Regions from separate parts of the Sus scrofa genome. Here region 1 is linked to region 2. Evidence: chromatin contacts called from public HiChIP or PLAC-seq data. All regions are on one chromosome and are shown on one strand. Each heading gives the region's core, a stretch centred on a gene start, on an enhancer-like site or on the middle of the called end of the contact. The rest is flanking DNA. Distances are from core to core; before and after follow the strand shown.

Region 1 (2,700 bases), core at 195-2,694, 1.0 Mb before region 2:
CGCCCAGTGACACAGACAGCGAGCCGGGACAACTCAGATGCTTCCCAGCCCGCACGCACCAGGGATGCCGCCCGGCGGCGCCCACGCCTCTGCAGGGCGGTGGGGCGCTCCAGCCCAGGGCGTCCCCCGGAGCTACCCGCACTCGCTCTCCGCAGCCGCAAGACCCGCCTGTAAAGTTGCTCAACTAGGGCTAAGAGCTGTGAGGGGGTGGGAAAATGGAAGGAATACGAGGAGTGTTATAGTCCGGGCGAGAGGACTGGTCCTAGAGGCCCCATATTCGGGTCCCCGCGCCACCTTTGTCTGAAGAGCGCTCTGAGCACTGGTTTGCTCGTTGAGAGGGGAGCTAAAGCCTTCACCTCGCTCTTCAGGATGAGATAAAATTCTTGCACATCCCTGTTGGTAAGGGGTAAGCTTTTCCCGCCCTGGCGCCTTAACAGACCTCCGCGGCGCTCCAACAACCCCACCCCCCATTCCCTGCTCCCTCCTGGACGGCTCTGGCGCACCGCGCGCTGGACAAAAGAACCTAGGGGGCACGAGACAGAGCCTTGACAGCCCCAAAGTCGCCAAAGAGATACGGACCGGGGACCCTGCACCTCCCTCGACCAGACCTCCTCCCAGATCGCCTGCGGGCTGAAGGGGTCACGTCCGCGCAGGTCCTGCATCGCCCTGTCAGGAGCTGCCCAGGAGCAGCTTTCCAGGAACGCCGGGCACTGACCACACACCAGGGGCCGGGAACCAGGTGGCCTCGGAGACTTGTACGTGGAAAGTCTCGGGAGTCCCCATTCAAACTTTTGCCTCAAGCAGATTAACAACAACAAATAAAAGATCAAGGTGCCACGGGTCCCTCCCTCCTCTCGAGACCCCACGACGTTTCTAGGGGTTCTCTGCATTCCCTTCCCTCCCTTCCCCCAATTCCATTAGTCCTTCTACCCCCACCCCACCCCGGGCTTCTTTTGTCTGGATCTTTTTCAGCACGAAGGTCCCTCCTGTATTCCTTATTCCTCTCTCCAAACGTCCTTTTAAAAGTTACCTGCATTTTTTAAAGTGCATATATTTTCTTAACTTCTCTGCAGAGCTAGTTCTCTTTGCCTTAATTAAAGCCTTCTACCAATTACAATGTACTTCTTTTTTCTAAACTCGATTTTTTGTTCTTTAAGTTTCTCTCTCTCTCTCCCTCCCTCTCTCTTTTTAAAGGGGGAACAAAAGAAACGTGATTACCTTGAAAGGCGGCTTATGGCAGTTTGGGGGGAAAATTCACCTCAGCGCTGCACGAATGGGCTCGGCGTTGCTGGGGCGGGTCACATAGGAAGCGCGGTGGCCCGGGGAAGGGTGCGGAGGGTGCGGGATGGTGCTGGAGGATGCGGGGCTGACCGCAGATCCCGGTCCCTGCTCCTGTCCACAGCACCTAATGTTCACGGCTGTTGCGCCCGCTCGCCTGGAGTTCTTTCCCAGAAAGGCTCGGGGCAGCTCGCCTGCAAGTTCAAATGCGGGTTGTGACACCCATCATCATTATATCACTGTACCGTCAGCACCGAGGAGGAGACTCAGCGAGGAGGAGGAGGAGGAAGGAGGAGGAGGGTTCATTCACCGGCTCCTGAAGCGCTCCGCAGCTTCAGCCACTCCTAAAAGCCCAGGCTTGGAGAGCAGGCAGAGGGGCGGAAAGGCAGCTCCCCGCGCCTGCAGTAGGGACCGCCTGCCTCCCTCCCCAGGCACTCCCACCTCTCTGCGTTTCTTCCTGACAAGAAGTACCAATCGGCTTGGGGACAGCAGCACTCCCCATTCAGCGACTTACTAAGTAACATCGTGCTGTGCGCCAGGAAACCACTGCCTTCCACCCCTCCCCACCCCCATTTCCCCGCCCCCCGTGCTGCTAGTTCTGGGTTAGGGGAAAGGAGCCCCTGGGCTCTGGTGGGGCAAGCCAGCACTAGACAATTGAGTACCATCAGCTCTTCTTGGGAGCAAACGAAACTCTGTAAAATCAGCGAAGAACTTGGTTACAGAGTGCCTATTCGGCCACCGAGCCTGCCTGTCCCATCTCAGGGAAGTGTCAGTCTTCTGGCTTCTGCCAATCTGAAAGAGACACTTAGAAAACGAGATCCTTCTGAGACGTAGAGGGAAAGTGTAGGAATCCCCCACTGCCTTCGCCAGGAGCTGCCCAATGGGGAGCCCAACGTCACTGAGCAATCTACAAAGACCCTGGGAATAAAGGGCTGGACAGGAAATTCCCCGAAGCAAATCCCTTGTAGGATTCAAACAGATTCTCTTTCTTTACCACAAACCTACAGGAGTCTAGATTCTGCTTTCTCTGCTCTTTTTCTCCCTTCAGTCTTTCTAAGTGTCCCCTATGGTAGAATATTTAATTTTTTTTCCCTGAATAACAGAGATTCCTTGAATGTATCAAACATCTTCCTTGTGGTCAGGAAATGGGACCATACTCTTTCACGAGTTTATGTGATTTTTGTTTTCAGCCAGGCCCACCCAACTATGTAAACAACATCAGCACTTGGAAGAGTCCCCTGCATTGTGTTACAAAAGATTTCCAATGGGACCTTACAGAGCAGGGGTCAACCAGTTGACACAAAGGATTTCAGCCCCTTAGAAAAGAGAGACTTTGTATCTTCCTTTTCTTTGAAGTCAAGTATGAGTTTATACAATGGGAACAAAATAAATCCAAGGTGCACATTAATTTGACACTGGGGA
Region 2 (2,722 bases), core at 156-2,655:
CCCTTCTAAATTCTGCTCCTTTCCCAGTATTTCCCGCTCAATAAATAACACAAGTTATCCAATCTGAGCAGGATGAAGATCATAATTAACTTCTCTTTCACATCCTACGTTTCTGAGTAAATCCTGTTGGCTCTACCATCAAACTACATCCAATTCAACATTTCTTACCACCTTGGACTGAGTCCAAGCCATCATCACCTCTCAAGTGAACTATCAAAACACCCTCCCAACTGGACTCAAAGATTCATCTCTTCGTTTTTTCCTCCTCACAAAAGCCAGAGTGAGCCTAGAAAAATATAAATCCTATCTTGTTACTCCCCAGCTGAAAACTTTCCAAAGTTTTCAAACTTTTCAAAATCACAGGATGAGTAAACAAAGTCATGGTCTACATGGTTTACCATGGTCTACAGGCTCCATGTCTCTAGGCACCCCTCAGACCTCATCTAATGCCACACTACTCCTCATGCAGCTCCTCCACCCCTATCCTTCAGTTCAGCCCATGCTACTTATGAGAACACCTCTTCTTGGAAGGCTTTACCCATATGCTTGTCTGAATGGCTCCCTCTCTTTAGGATCTCAGCTCAAATATAAACTCTCCAGAGACACCTTCTTTTTAAAAAAAAATATTTGTATTTTTTCCATTATAGCTGGATTACAATGTTCGGTCAATTTTCTACTCTACAGCAAAGTGACCCAGTCACACATATATACATTCTTTTTCTCACATTATCCGCCATCATGTTCCATCATTAAGTGACTAAATACAGATCTCAGCGCTCTACAGCAAAATACTTCCTAACGCCACCCTATCCAGAGTAGCCACCCCCCACTCCAAGTCACTAACACCAAACCAACTGTGTTTTCTCAGGAGCTTGTCATACTTAAAATTATCTTTTGACGTTTAAATACTTTTATTTTCTACTTTCTCGTACCTAAAATATAGATTTTTATAAAAACAGAAACCTTCACTCTCGAAAATTGTATCCCCTGTTGCAGCCCTAGTGCCTAGAACAGAGCCCAGAACAGGGAAGACATTTTTAAAAAGTAATTATGAAATGAACTAACATCCCAGAAAACTTATCTATTTAATTTTCCAGGAGAAACTGGGGTTTAAAGAATTAAATGAATCACCCAAGGTCGCACAGTCAAAGTAGCAGCTTTGGAATTTAAGGCGCGATCTCGCATTAAAGCGTGGGTCTATATACAGTACGGCATGTTGCTTTACTAAAGTTTTTTTCAATGTACTGTGTTTCTTGTCAGTAGCAGTTAAGGCTCCGAAGTCTAATTTTACACAACATAAACACAATGCCCCACTCCACCACACGTACACACAGGAGCAAGATTTCTTCTTCCGACTTCAGCTCCACTGAACCTGCAGCGGGGGGGTTTGCCCAGAGCGCCTGCGCTGTGGGAAGGGCTTGGGCAAAGGCTTCTGGGATTGGTAGTCCTCGTCCCTTCTGCCCGCCGCATTCTCGTTAAAAAGAAATAAACCACGGTGAAAATTGGATACATCTGAATTGCACACAAATTAAATAAGACGCAGATTCTGGAAAGTGGTGCAGGCTTGTAGATTTCTACCGAGAGGCGGCTACCGGACCAGGCTCTGCGCAGACAGCCGCAGGGTCCTCGGATGGGCGGGGCTTGATCGCGGGGGTTTGTGGTTCCTTCCTGTCTTACTTCTCTCTTTTGCTCAGGCCCGTGGCGCCGGCAGGATGGGTGAGCTGTCGGGGGCTGTGCTGAGGGCGGCCGCACGTGGAACTTAGGGTTTCGGGAGGACAAGTGGGCAGATAGGAGCAGAGGGGTGAGGGAGAGCCACGGGGACGACCGATGATGAGAGCCGGGGTAGCGCGACTGCCGCTGGCACATGGCCCGGCGGGAACGGGCCCATGCGGCGCGGAGGCCGCGGAGCCAGAATCGCTGAGGGACGCAGGGGGCCCGCCGCCGCTTCCCCTGAGAATTGCCGAGGGTTCTCATTCTTTGGGGAAAGCAGAGCCGTTGGAGCGCTTGTGTCCCTGGTCCAAGGGGGACCTTGAGGCTCGGGCCATGAGCGTGATGTCAGAGTCTATCGGTCTGTAGTCAAGGTGAGACTAGGATCTGAAAAGATGTAAAATGTGATTAGGTGTATATTGTGCAGAACTAAGGTGATTTCGATTTTTAGGCAAGTGTCGCGGTCTTCGTACTGCCAGGAAGCTCCGTAGCCACCGACGGGACCAGAAGTGGCACGATAAACAGTACAAGAAAGCCCATTTGGGCACAGCCCTGAAGGCCAACCCTTTCGGAGGCGCTTCTCATGCCAAGGGAATTGTGCTTGAAAAAGTGTAAGTACATTGTTGCGTCCTTCAGGATTTGAGTAGGGTAACTCGAGAAAAATGCCCTTAAGGTTGGCTGTAAACCCTTGGTCTTTATGTAGCCGCAGTTGTTGGAAAGTTAAATAACCTCCAGAGGTTTCCAAACTTTAACATTGTTTCGAAGGAATTGTGGCATTGGAGTGGAAAAAGTAACAGTAATGAAATAATGGACATTAAAAGAGCGTATATGTGTGGAAACTGTTCTAAGAAAGTCGCACCCATCAACTATTTCATCTTTGCAGTCAATCACGTCTTTGCTCTTGAGAAAACAAATGTAGAGTATGCTGCATCTATTTACCAGTACTCAATTGTTTTTTGATTTTATAAAATGGCAATTGTAATTTTGTGGGTGTCTCAAGTTTAGTGGCAGTGAG

The links. HiChIP or PLAC-seq counts read pairs in DNA pulled down with a chosen protein or histone mark.
Region 1: an H3K27ac HiChIP or PLAC-seq map of alveolar macrophages shows a contact between it and region 2. The contact joins the promoter of VCAN here to the promoter of ATP6AP1L in region 2. A contact is called at or near these places in 1 of 5 promoter capture datasets (fetal skeletal muscle) and 1 of 2 datasets of contacts at active chromatin or transcription factors (alveolar macrophages).

What each region holds. Positions count from the first base shown.
Region 1 is chr2:91,698,527-91,701,226 of Sscrofa11.1, reverse strand. VCAN (versican) reads right to left here and starts at 1,444. Exons shown (of 15, transcript NM_001206429.1): 1 at 1,219-1,444.
Region 2 is chr2:90,679,665-90,682,386 of Sscrofa11.1, reverse strand. ATP6AP1L (V-type proton ATPase subunit S1-like protein) reads right to left here and starts at 1,405. Exons shown (of 11, transcript XR_002341797.1): 1 at 1,333-1,405. RPS23 (ribosomal protein S23) reads left to right here and starts at 1,706. Exons shown (of 4, transcript NM_213764.1): 1 at 1,706-1,716; 2 at 2,159-2,318. The coding sequence starts at 1,713.